Regions from separate parts of the Triticum aestivum genome. Here region 2 is linked to region 1. Evidence: chromatin contacts called from public Hi-C data. All regions are on one chromosome and are shown on one strand. The core of a region is the stretch at or near the end of the contact, and the rest is flanking DNA. Distances in the headings are between cores, read along the strand shown. Region 1 holds the start of LOC123139408 (acyltransferase-like protein At1g54570, chloroplastic). Region 2 holds the start of LOC123139420 (serine/threonine-protein kinase/endoribonuclease IRE1).

The links. Hi-C and Micro-C count contacts between places; a contact is called where the count stands out from the background.
Region 2: a Hi-C map of leaf shows a contact between it and region 1, with 6 times the contacts expected there. The contact joins the promoter of LOC123139420 here to the promoter of LOC123139408 in region 1. A contact is called at or near these places in 2 of 5 Hi-C or Micro-C datasets (both in leaf).

Annotation. Positions count from the first base shown.
Region 1 is chr6B:694,649,829-694,654,496 of IWGSC CS RefSeq v2.1, reverse strand. LOC123139408 (acyltransferase-like protein At1g54570, chloroplastic) reads right to left here and starts at 2,485. Exons shown (of 13, transcript XM_044559212.1): 1 at 2,103-2,485; 2 at 1,931-1,982; 3 at 1,734-1,789; 4 at 1,259-1,417; 5 at 1,052-1,156; 6 at 752-855; 7 at 325-446; 8 at 16-124. The coding sequence starts at 2,406. LOC123139410 reads left to right here and starts at 2,816. Exons shown (of 4, transcript XM_044559217.1): 1 at 2,816-3,032; 2 at 3,672-3,783; 3 at 3,877-3,927; 4 at 4,079-4,349. The coding sequence starts at 2,851. The coding sequence ends at 4,162.
Region 2 is chr6B:695,287,429-695,292,096 of IWGSC CS RefSeq v2.1, reverse strand. LOC123139420 (serine/threonine-protein kinase/endoribonuclease IRE1) reads left to right here and starts at 2,143. Exons shown (of 7, transcript XM_044559229.1): 1 at 2,143-2,543; 2 at 3,169-3,358; 3 at 3,442-4,668. The coding sequence starts at 2,248.

The sequences.
Region 1 (4,668 bases), core at 1,236-3,735:
CTTAAAAAAGCTCACCAGCAGCAAGCTGTGGCCATGCTTCTCAAAGAAGAAGACTCTGCATTTGGGTAACTTCTTCTGTAGCTTGTTAGCTTCAGATTTGCTCGGAAGTAACCTGTCGGCGCAGCTGAGTGCAACCATACAAAAGAACTTGAGTCATGAATCATGATACCGTAAATCAATTGGTCGAAATCTGACAAAAAAATACGCATTCAAACCAGAAACACTGCTAAATCATGCAGTAGCTTGAATTTATCATTTGACAAAAATCTGCAGCTAAGGATGAAAATGGAAGTAGAGAACCGAGTGCCTAATAAGGCCACAAACCTGGCTAGCAGTAGCACCTCGGCTGTAACTGATTGTATATGGCTATTAGCGTATGATGCAGCCTGTTTGATCAGTTTAATCTTCCATTTTAGTGTGTCTTTTGGTAGTTTGTCCAGCATTTTCTGCAATTAAAGGCACACATATATTCCTTCAAAAATGAATAAATTTGAAGGCACATATTTTTGCACACATTAATCTTACAAACCAAAAGAAACACGAGAAAAAAAGATAGCAGGAAACTGAATTTATTTCCAGACCATTTTCTCCCTTAATTTGATTTTTTTTCCCAGAAAGGTAGGATAACCTTTGGCCTCTACATCAATTGATGCACCCAACTATTTACTGACATGTTTTATTTCTTAATTTGTATTGTCTTGATAAAATTAGATACATAGAAACAAGATGCAGAGAGGTCGATGGTACACACCGAATGCTTCAGGGAAGATGACATGTTACTTGTCAATCTGCTGAGTGCTTCTAAAGGATGCCTCCCACTTTTCATTATACTCAGTGCCATGTTCACCTCATTGTCTGGTCTCAATGAACAGGAAGAATAGAAGAAGCAAGTGCAAAAAACTTAGGGAACAAATGTAACTTATGACATAATGGTATATATCAGGCAAATTTCAGTCCAATAAATGCATCAATGTTTTTGCTTAATTTATAGGCTATTCCTACACTTGTTCCTTTTTCAATTTTTCTATGTTGGACCCGACAAGGTACTTACGGATGTTGTAATTCAGTAGAGCTGCAGCTGCAATACAGGCACGGTCCGACAACGGGCTGAAAACCGACAGAAGTGTTTTTATGCGTGATCTCTCAAATGATGTAGCTTCCCCAGAAGAAAAGAGAGACGAAACAAAAAAAAATGTATATCAGAAATTTTTCATAAATAGGCAGGTTCACTGGCACACCATCAGAATTTCTTGCATACCTGGATTAACTAGTACCAGTACCAAATCAGTGCCAGGATTGCGAGCGGCGACTGCAAGGGCTATGCATCCTCCAAATGAATTCCCCAATATGTAGATGGGCTTAGTAGGAGAAGCAGAATGCTCTGCTCTCACAACATCCTCTACCATTGTGACAAGTTCTGGAAAATAAAAGGAGCTAAAACCATACAGTTAATCTTTAGAACTTGATAACTGGACGTGCGGCGTTGGCTCTGCTTAACGCGTTTTGGGGATCTTTTGTTTTTGCCACAGGTCAACCTGAAGGCATGTCTCTAAAAAATGACTTTGTGTGTTGTGTGCATCTTCATGATACAGACGCCGAGAGAAATGAAATGTTCCATTTGCAACAAAAAGGATGTCTTTCACTCTTAATCTTAAAATAAGCTCAGAATTTCACTTGGGAGGGAAAATGCTCGGGAGAGAAAGTAACAAATTAAATACACAGATATCCCATACCTTCGAACGGCGTGCGGTCGCGACGAGGAATATGCATGCATCTAAGTTCAAATATCCTGCAAATGAAGGAACAAATGCATAGTGTATTCTCCTTTTAGAAAGAAAAAAACTGCATAATGTATTCGAGGTAGTATCACAATCACACTACTCCGGGTTTGCCATAAATTTTTCCAAGTAAACTAGTCTTGGTATCTCACGTTCCAAGAGCCTTGTGGTGCATGCAGAGCCCCATCCCCATTCCATCTATCCCTGCAAAGATTAATATGTATGTAACCCCAAATCATAACCCCTAACCGGAAATTCAGGTATAAAGACGTGCATGGCTGTCGAAGGCACAACATCAATTTCCAGACACGAACACACATTCACCTGGCAAATACAGCATGACCGGGGCATCCTCGACCGCCGGTTCGCCGGCGTCGACGGGGCAAAGCCAGCGGGGCGGCCCGCCGTCGTGCTCCACCAGCTCCCCGATCGCCCGGTAGTAGTGGCCCAGGTCCTTGACCGTCCCGTACCCATCATCGTACAGCGGCTCAAGACCCCTGTAGCTGGCCTGCACCCTCCCGGCGGCGTGTGCGTGTCTGGACGAGCCATGCAGCCGTCGCTGCCGCAGCCCTTGTTGCCAGAGGGGGAGCACCTGCGGGTGTGCCAGGGAGAGGGAGAGAGTCGCCATTGCCGCTAAGCTTTCTTTTGAGCATCCCGGCCATGGTTTCAAGAGGGACCTACGTACTTAAGCATGAGCCATGCGCGCCGCTCATGCATCCGATGCGCGACAGACATAACTGCATCTCAATGAGGCCCAGAGAGTGTGAGTGCGGCCATGGCGTCGTCACGCCAAACATTGGTCATGGTTTCCCCCTCTTCTCTGCGCTGAAACGGCTCCTGTCGGCGGTGGCCGGTGGTGTCTGAAGCGTGGTGGACTTCGCCGCCCGGCGGCCACGTCCTACGCAAAACGATGCGCTGGGCCCGAAATGGTTGGGCCCAGTGGGCTGAGATTACGAACGGGCTGGGCCGGGGCGCGCGGCTGGGTGGGCCGTGAAGAGGCCTGCGCGAGTAAACAGGAGCTTTGCCGGGAGCTTGTGGGGTGTGGAGGGCAGATCGGCGAGGAAGGAGGAGGATGATGGGGGGACGAGGTGGGGGAGTAGGGAGCGGGGGAGGAGGGGGGCGGCGGCAGGAGCGGCAGGCGCTGATGGCGGCGTTCGCGGTGGCGCTGCTGATGGGCACCGCCGTCTACTTCCGCATCTGGGCGCGCCAGTCCGACGACCCCTCCTTCACCGCCGACGACCGCGAGGAGCTCCGGTTCGCACCCCGCCCCCGCGCGTCCTTCCCCTCTTCCCCACCTTCCTTCCTCCTGCTGACGGATCCTCATGCCTGTTCGACGGGTGGATCATGGCTAGGAGGAAAACTCTCGGATTCAGTCTGTAGAATGGATTCCAAGGAGCAAATCTTGGTGACAGGCAGTTCGTTTTCTGCCATTCCATATCACAATTTGGGTGTAAGAAACCATAGATCCAGACTTATATGGCATTAGATGCTTTTCTTTCTAGTTCCTTTTTTACTACCTGATGCCAGTCCAGATGGTCTGAGAATTAGCTGCCTGATCAAGGGGGGGTTCAAGGGGAGTTCGGTGAAATTGGGGCATTATTTCCTTGTTTGTTTATTTCCACTGGACATATGTGTTTGCCATTGTCAGTATCTAGTACATGCTTTTCAGCAAGAATTTGACTGGCATATGTTAGTTAAGCTATATTTGCCTGGTCCATACAGAACATTGTTGATTTTGATTTTTCCATAGCCATTGTTTGTCTCCGGTCAAATTTTAATCTAGGTCCGTACAATTTCATATATGCGTGTGTTCGTGTTCGTGTTATCTTGATGTTTTGTCAGAGGCATGGCTAAGCGGTTTATTGGTATTCTTTTGCTGGGTCATCTTTGCAGGAGGCAGTTCGAGCATGCTAACCTAGAGGCAATGGATGAATCCGCTGAGTGGAGAATGAAATACGACACGGAGTTGGCGAAAAACAGGGACCTGCAAGATGAACTTTTAAAGGTTGGTTCCATTGCCAGCATATGTACCTGTACACTCTAAATATTCTCCCATGATTCACGTCTGCGATGCTTATGGGACAATCTTTGTTTGTAGGTCAAGACCTCACTGTCTGATTCAACCAGGAGATTTGAAGAGTTGCAAAAGGTAATTTTGGGGCAAATTTCAGTGCATTTTCTCACTCTATCAGAACCTTGGTTCTGCGTATCCTGTTTCATTTGACCGTCTGCTTCCTCTCCATTTATTTTCACTCTCTCCTATGTACATGCCTTGCTTAAGCTCATCTCCATCGCTGCAGGATAATGAGATGTTGAAGAGGCAGACTGAATCCATGAAACTGGAGTGCAATTGCACCGTTCCATTGAATATTAATCAGGAATAAGTACATTTCACTGGCAGATTAGCACTAGTTTCGTTTTCATTTTTCTTATTATTGGAGTGAGGACAGATGGAATGAGCAGCTTTGTAATAGTACATATCGCGACTGCAGCAAAGAAACTTGTGTTTGCAATTGTTAATGACCTATACACCCTGGTACAATTTTGGAAGTAATAACTTGTGAGTAGCAATGCATAGGTGTGTTTTTGGCTCCATTTAAATATTATGTACAGTATTAAGTTTTGTGCTGGATTTGGGAAAATTGCTTGGCACCTGTACACACGCAATGTAGTGATGGTTACCTCCAATTCCGTTGGTGTATGTTTTCAAAAGTAAAAAATCTTGGCTGTTGACATTCCTTTTCTTCTTGAACCTGCCAATCCACCTTATTACAAAGGGGGGGCCTAAAAGGCGGCATATTAAGATTTGTAGACCACTATATGTTTTCATTCTCTTCTGAGGGAATCAAACAGAGGAACCACTTGGCATGAGTGGTAAGCTGTATCGTGA
Region 2 (4,668 bases), core at 894-3,393, 640 kb before region 1:
CCCCTCTCTCCTCCATTGCCGCCCAAATCTTGAACTTGTTCGGTCTCTCTCCCTAACCACTTAAACTTGTTGATCTTTTAAGATTTGGGAGAGAAGACCTAGATCTACCATCCCACCGAAAGAAAATTGACCCCCTACTATCCCTTGTGGATCTTGTTACTCCTAAGTGTTTGGGCACCCTAGCTAGATGGAAGAGATCACCTCGAAGCTCAAATCAACTATGGTGAGGCTTCATGGTGGTGTTGGGAGCTTCCAATTAAGTTGTGTCGATCACCCAACCTTGTTTACGAAGGTCTTGTTGCCTCCTCCAAGGGCATCGCGTAATGGATCGTGGCACCTTGCATTGTGTGAGGGTGTGAGGAGAATATATAAGGTGAGCCATTGTGGCGCTTGGTGAACATCGTGCCGACACACCTCTCCAACGGAGACGCGCCTCCCCCAAAGGAGGGAACTCCGGGAATTGCATCATTTCTCTCCACTTACGGTTTATTCTTTTCTTCACTTACTTGTTGCAAGATAGCTTTATTGTGTATCCTTCCTAGCTTGTTGTTTTATGTGAGCTTGACATATAATTTTTCCATGTAGTTGTATATCTAGACAATCTATATTCTTGTTGTATCCCTTTAATTTGGAAAAGAGGTTAACATTTTTAGTTGCATATTCACCCTCTCTAGTCAAACATAAAGATCATTTAAGACAAAAAATGATGTTATTGTCTTTGTGATGTGGGGAAACGGAGGTACTGCGGTGACAGATGCTATCTCCCTCCTTGCGAAACTTTGACAGGGGAATAACGGAGTTTGCATTTATTCATCATTGCCATCACCAGCATTGGGGAAGAGCGGTGGTGGGCGTGCGTGATGCGAAGCTGCGCATGTATTCATGTGTCCGTACTTGGCTCCACCCACTTATTAAAGCATATGAAGTGGATTAGTTGTTAGAACCCAGAATTATGCATTAGCATAATTAAGTAATAAACATGCCAGGGGATCCAGACTTCGTGAGAACGCCTTAGCTCTATTTATAGATTTCATCACTTTCACTTTGTTGTTCTTTATTATTATTTCCACATAGTTAAATTGGAACCACAACAAATAATTACACTTTCGCATCGCTTTTGCTTTGCACCTCAATTAACTTGCAGGCACATTCTAATTTTCATGTGCTATCTATGAGATCAATACTCTTACTTTGAAAATGCTACAACTAAATCCTATCAATTTATGCATTTACAAGACATCCGTAAGTACATATTATATTAATGTTTTTTTTATTTCAAGATACTATCGAGATATGCATACTATATTAATGATTTTTTGGGTCAACAACACCTCATCAGTAGTCGGATGCGCACAATCACAGTCATCCACTCGTGCTCCTGAAATCCCATGACCTCCTCATCGTAACCCTATCCTCGCAACACTGGTGAGCCCCTCGCAGCACTTGAGGTTATTGCCCATAGCATGACGACGCCCTTGCCGCACCGTCTCCAAGCACGAGAGTGCCTCGCCTGACTTCGCCCCGGTAGCGCCACTCATAGTACCGAGCACTACCATGCAACACTAGCAGCCTGACTTGCAACAACGCATAACGAGCGGCGACCAACCTATAACCCCAGCACCGTTCGCAGCTGCGGTGACAGGACTTCCAATAACGGTCGTAACCCCTGACAACAGCGGCATGGTGAGCTTTGCCGACAGAGGATGACTGAGGTGGTGCTAGGAGGTGTGGGAGGCTCTCAGGAAGCTAGATCCCGTCGGAGTAGCAGGTAGGCAGGTGCCAGAGAGAGAGAGAGAGAGAGAGAAAGCATAATAAAGAGTGTGGCTGGGAGGAAGAAGGCGATACATTTCCACTCAAGGAAGAAGATAAGGGTTCGGGAAGCGTCGGGTGGGTCCCGCAGGTCACGTGGTTGTCGGGGGACACGGCTGAAGCAACGTCTAGGATCAGTCGACCGAAATGGAGGCCTTTCCAAAAAAATAAAAAATAAAAAATTGACAATTGCTGCCCCTGCACGCTCGCAAATCGGTGCCGCCGCCGTCACTTTCCCGTCTCCTTCCTCCATCCCTTCCTTCCTGGTCAAATCCATCGATTCCAGAAGCCTCCTCCTTCCCCGCGAAGCAAACCAGCAAGCGAACAGCCCAGATCCAAACCCCCACCCCCACCCCCACGAATCCCCTCTCGGAAACCCTAACCTCACTCCATGCCCTCCCGGAACCCTCGCCGCGGCTGACGACGACGAGGACGACGATGAGGTCGCTCCGCCGGGTCCTCCTCCCGCTCGTCCTCCTCTCGGGCCTCGCCTTCCGCGGGGCCCGCTTCGAGGACGAGGCCACCGCCGCCCCCGCCCCTCTCCTCCTCCCGCTCCCCCTGCCGCCGCAGCAGCCGGCGCCGCCCCTCGCGCTCCCCGCCGGCGGGGGGCGAGGGGACGATGCGAGCTCCACGGAGATCGTCCCCGCGGAGCAGCCGTTCCTGGTCAGGCCGCCGCGCCGCCGGCCGGTGCCGTCGAACGCTGTAAAAAACCCGGATGTAGGGCCCGGCATCAGGTGAGCTAGCTCGTGTCCCCGTCCCACACCCCCTAAGCGCCACTCGCGTTGCGTTGCTCAGCGAGGCCTGCCCTCTTTGTCGCCCCCTGGCCTCTGAAGCCGTGCTCATGGAGAAATGGGTCATGGTAGGTATTAGTGCGAAGCTTTTATCATGTTTTCAGCTGTTCGCGTGATCTTATTTCGCGCTGCATTTGAGTAGAGAAGAGGAAAAGCTGGCTGTCTAGCTGCCTAGGTTAAGTATGAGTGTGCCAGCGAGAGTTACCCTGTGTTCAGATGAATCTTGGAAGTACTTGTTCATGGTTGGCGCCTCACTGGATTTTAGGGTGCTCTGGTGTGGAGGGAGCTTTTGCTCTTCTATTCCCAAAGTGGGAGGTTTAGGTAATAATATCATGTTGAGTTTGTTTACCAGATCAGCTACTCTTTTTGTTTGGGATCTATGGTGTATTTTCTCTTTTGATCTATCAGTTAGGCCGTCAAGTAGCCGGCAGTTTTTTGTGGCAATTTGCTGATCTTTCATGTGATTAATTTTATAGCAACATGCAAATCTGTCCTCTGATTCAATTTTATAGCAACTTACAGACCTGTCCTGTGATTGACTGGAGTTCTTTGCTTGTTTTGCGAACAGCTCTGAACTGCGATTTTATGACAATGGCACAATTCAGCTTGTCGACCGTCTATCAGAATCTCCTCTGTGGCAGTTCTCCACAGGACCACCTCTGTCCAAGCACATTACTACCACAAACTCTGATTTGAGCTATCTCATATATCCTTTGGACGAGTCTGATCTCGTGGAAGTTCATAATGGCACCGGTGTGGTATGCTTTGCACAAATATGCTAGTTCTTCAGTTATACTTTTTGAAAAGAAAAATGTTTCTCACCCATGGCTTATTCCTGTAGAAACTTCCCTGGGAACTGGAAGACTTTATCGCTAGAACTCCATACATACGGGATTCTGTGGTTACTATTGGATCAAAAGCCTCGACAACTTTTGCCGTTGATGCTGATAGTGGTGAGATCATTTACAAGCATAGTCTGCCAGCCGCCTTGAATGAGTTAGCAGTCCCGGCTGGGGAAGCACCATCCAAGTTAGATGTTGGTAGAAGTTCTAATATCATCGTGGTTGTGAGAACCGATTATTCTCTCAGTGCATCAGATCTTGGTGTACATTTGTTTAACTGGACACGATCTTCGTTCTGTGCAAACTACTATGTTAAACAAAGCCATCCAAATATGCTTGAACAATCATCCTGTTTGCAAGAAAATATTCCGTGCATTAGGACCGATGGTGTACCGATCAAACTTACTTTACCTGATTCCAGTACAGCTAATGCACTTGTCTTGCAAGATGTGAACAAAGTTACCACTAGGGATGGTGCTGATGCTTTGAGACAACTTCAAACTTTGGTGATTCCACAACAAACTGCTAGCAAGTCTGGTGTAGCCCTGAATGGCACTCAGAATCAAACTGTTGATGGTGCTCTTGTTCATCTTGTCCCTGCTGACCCCCAAACCAACAGGTTCACTAATAATGCTTATGGATTGCTATTCCCGGTGCTTACCTTATTGGTGGTCCTTGCTTGGCTGGTGAGGTTGGCCTATTCAAGCAAGTCTTGCAAGCAATTCATGAGTGTACTTATGAAGCCATTTGTTCGTGAACAGAAATCAATAGACCTTAGAGGGAAGTCAGAGGGAACATCTAAGAGAAGGAAAACACGGAAGAAAGATGGAAGGGCCAATAGCACAGAGATCGGTTCAGCCTCTGACAAAGAGAGCAGTGGAACTGGTGGGTCAAATGAGATGCTGTATGCACTCCCTGATGGCCTTGACGGATGCCAGATTGGAAAACTTCGTGTTCACAAAAAGGAAATTGGTAAAGGGAGCAATGGCACAGTTGTCTTTGAGGGTTCATATGATGGACGTGAAGTTGCAGTGAAACGCCTGCTTCGTTCACACACTGATATAGCCCAAAAAGAGATTCAGAATCTTATTGCATCGGATCGTGATCCTAATATTGTTAGACTGTATGGCTGCGATCAGGATGACAATTTTGTTTATATTTCCCTTGAGAGGTGCCGCTGCAGCTTGGCTGATCTGATCCAACAGCATACAGATCCATCTTTTTCA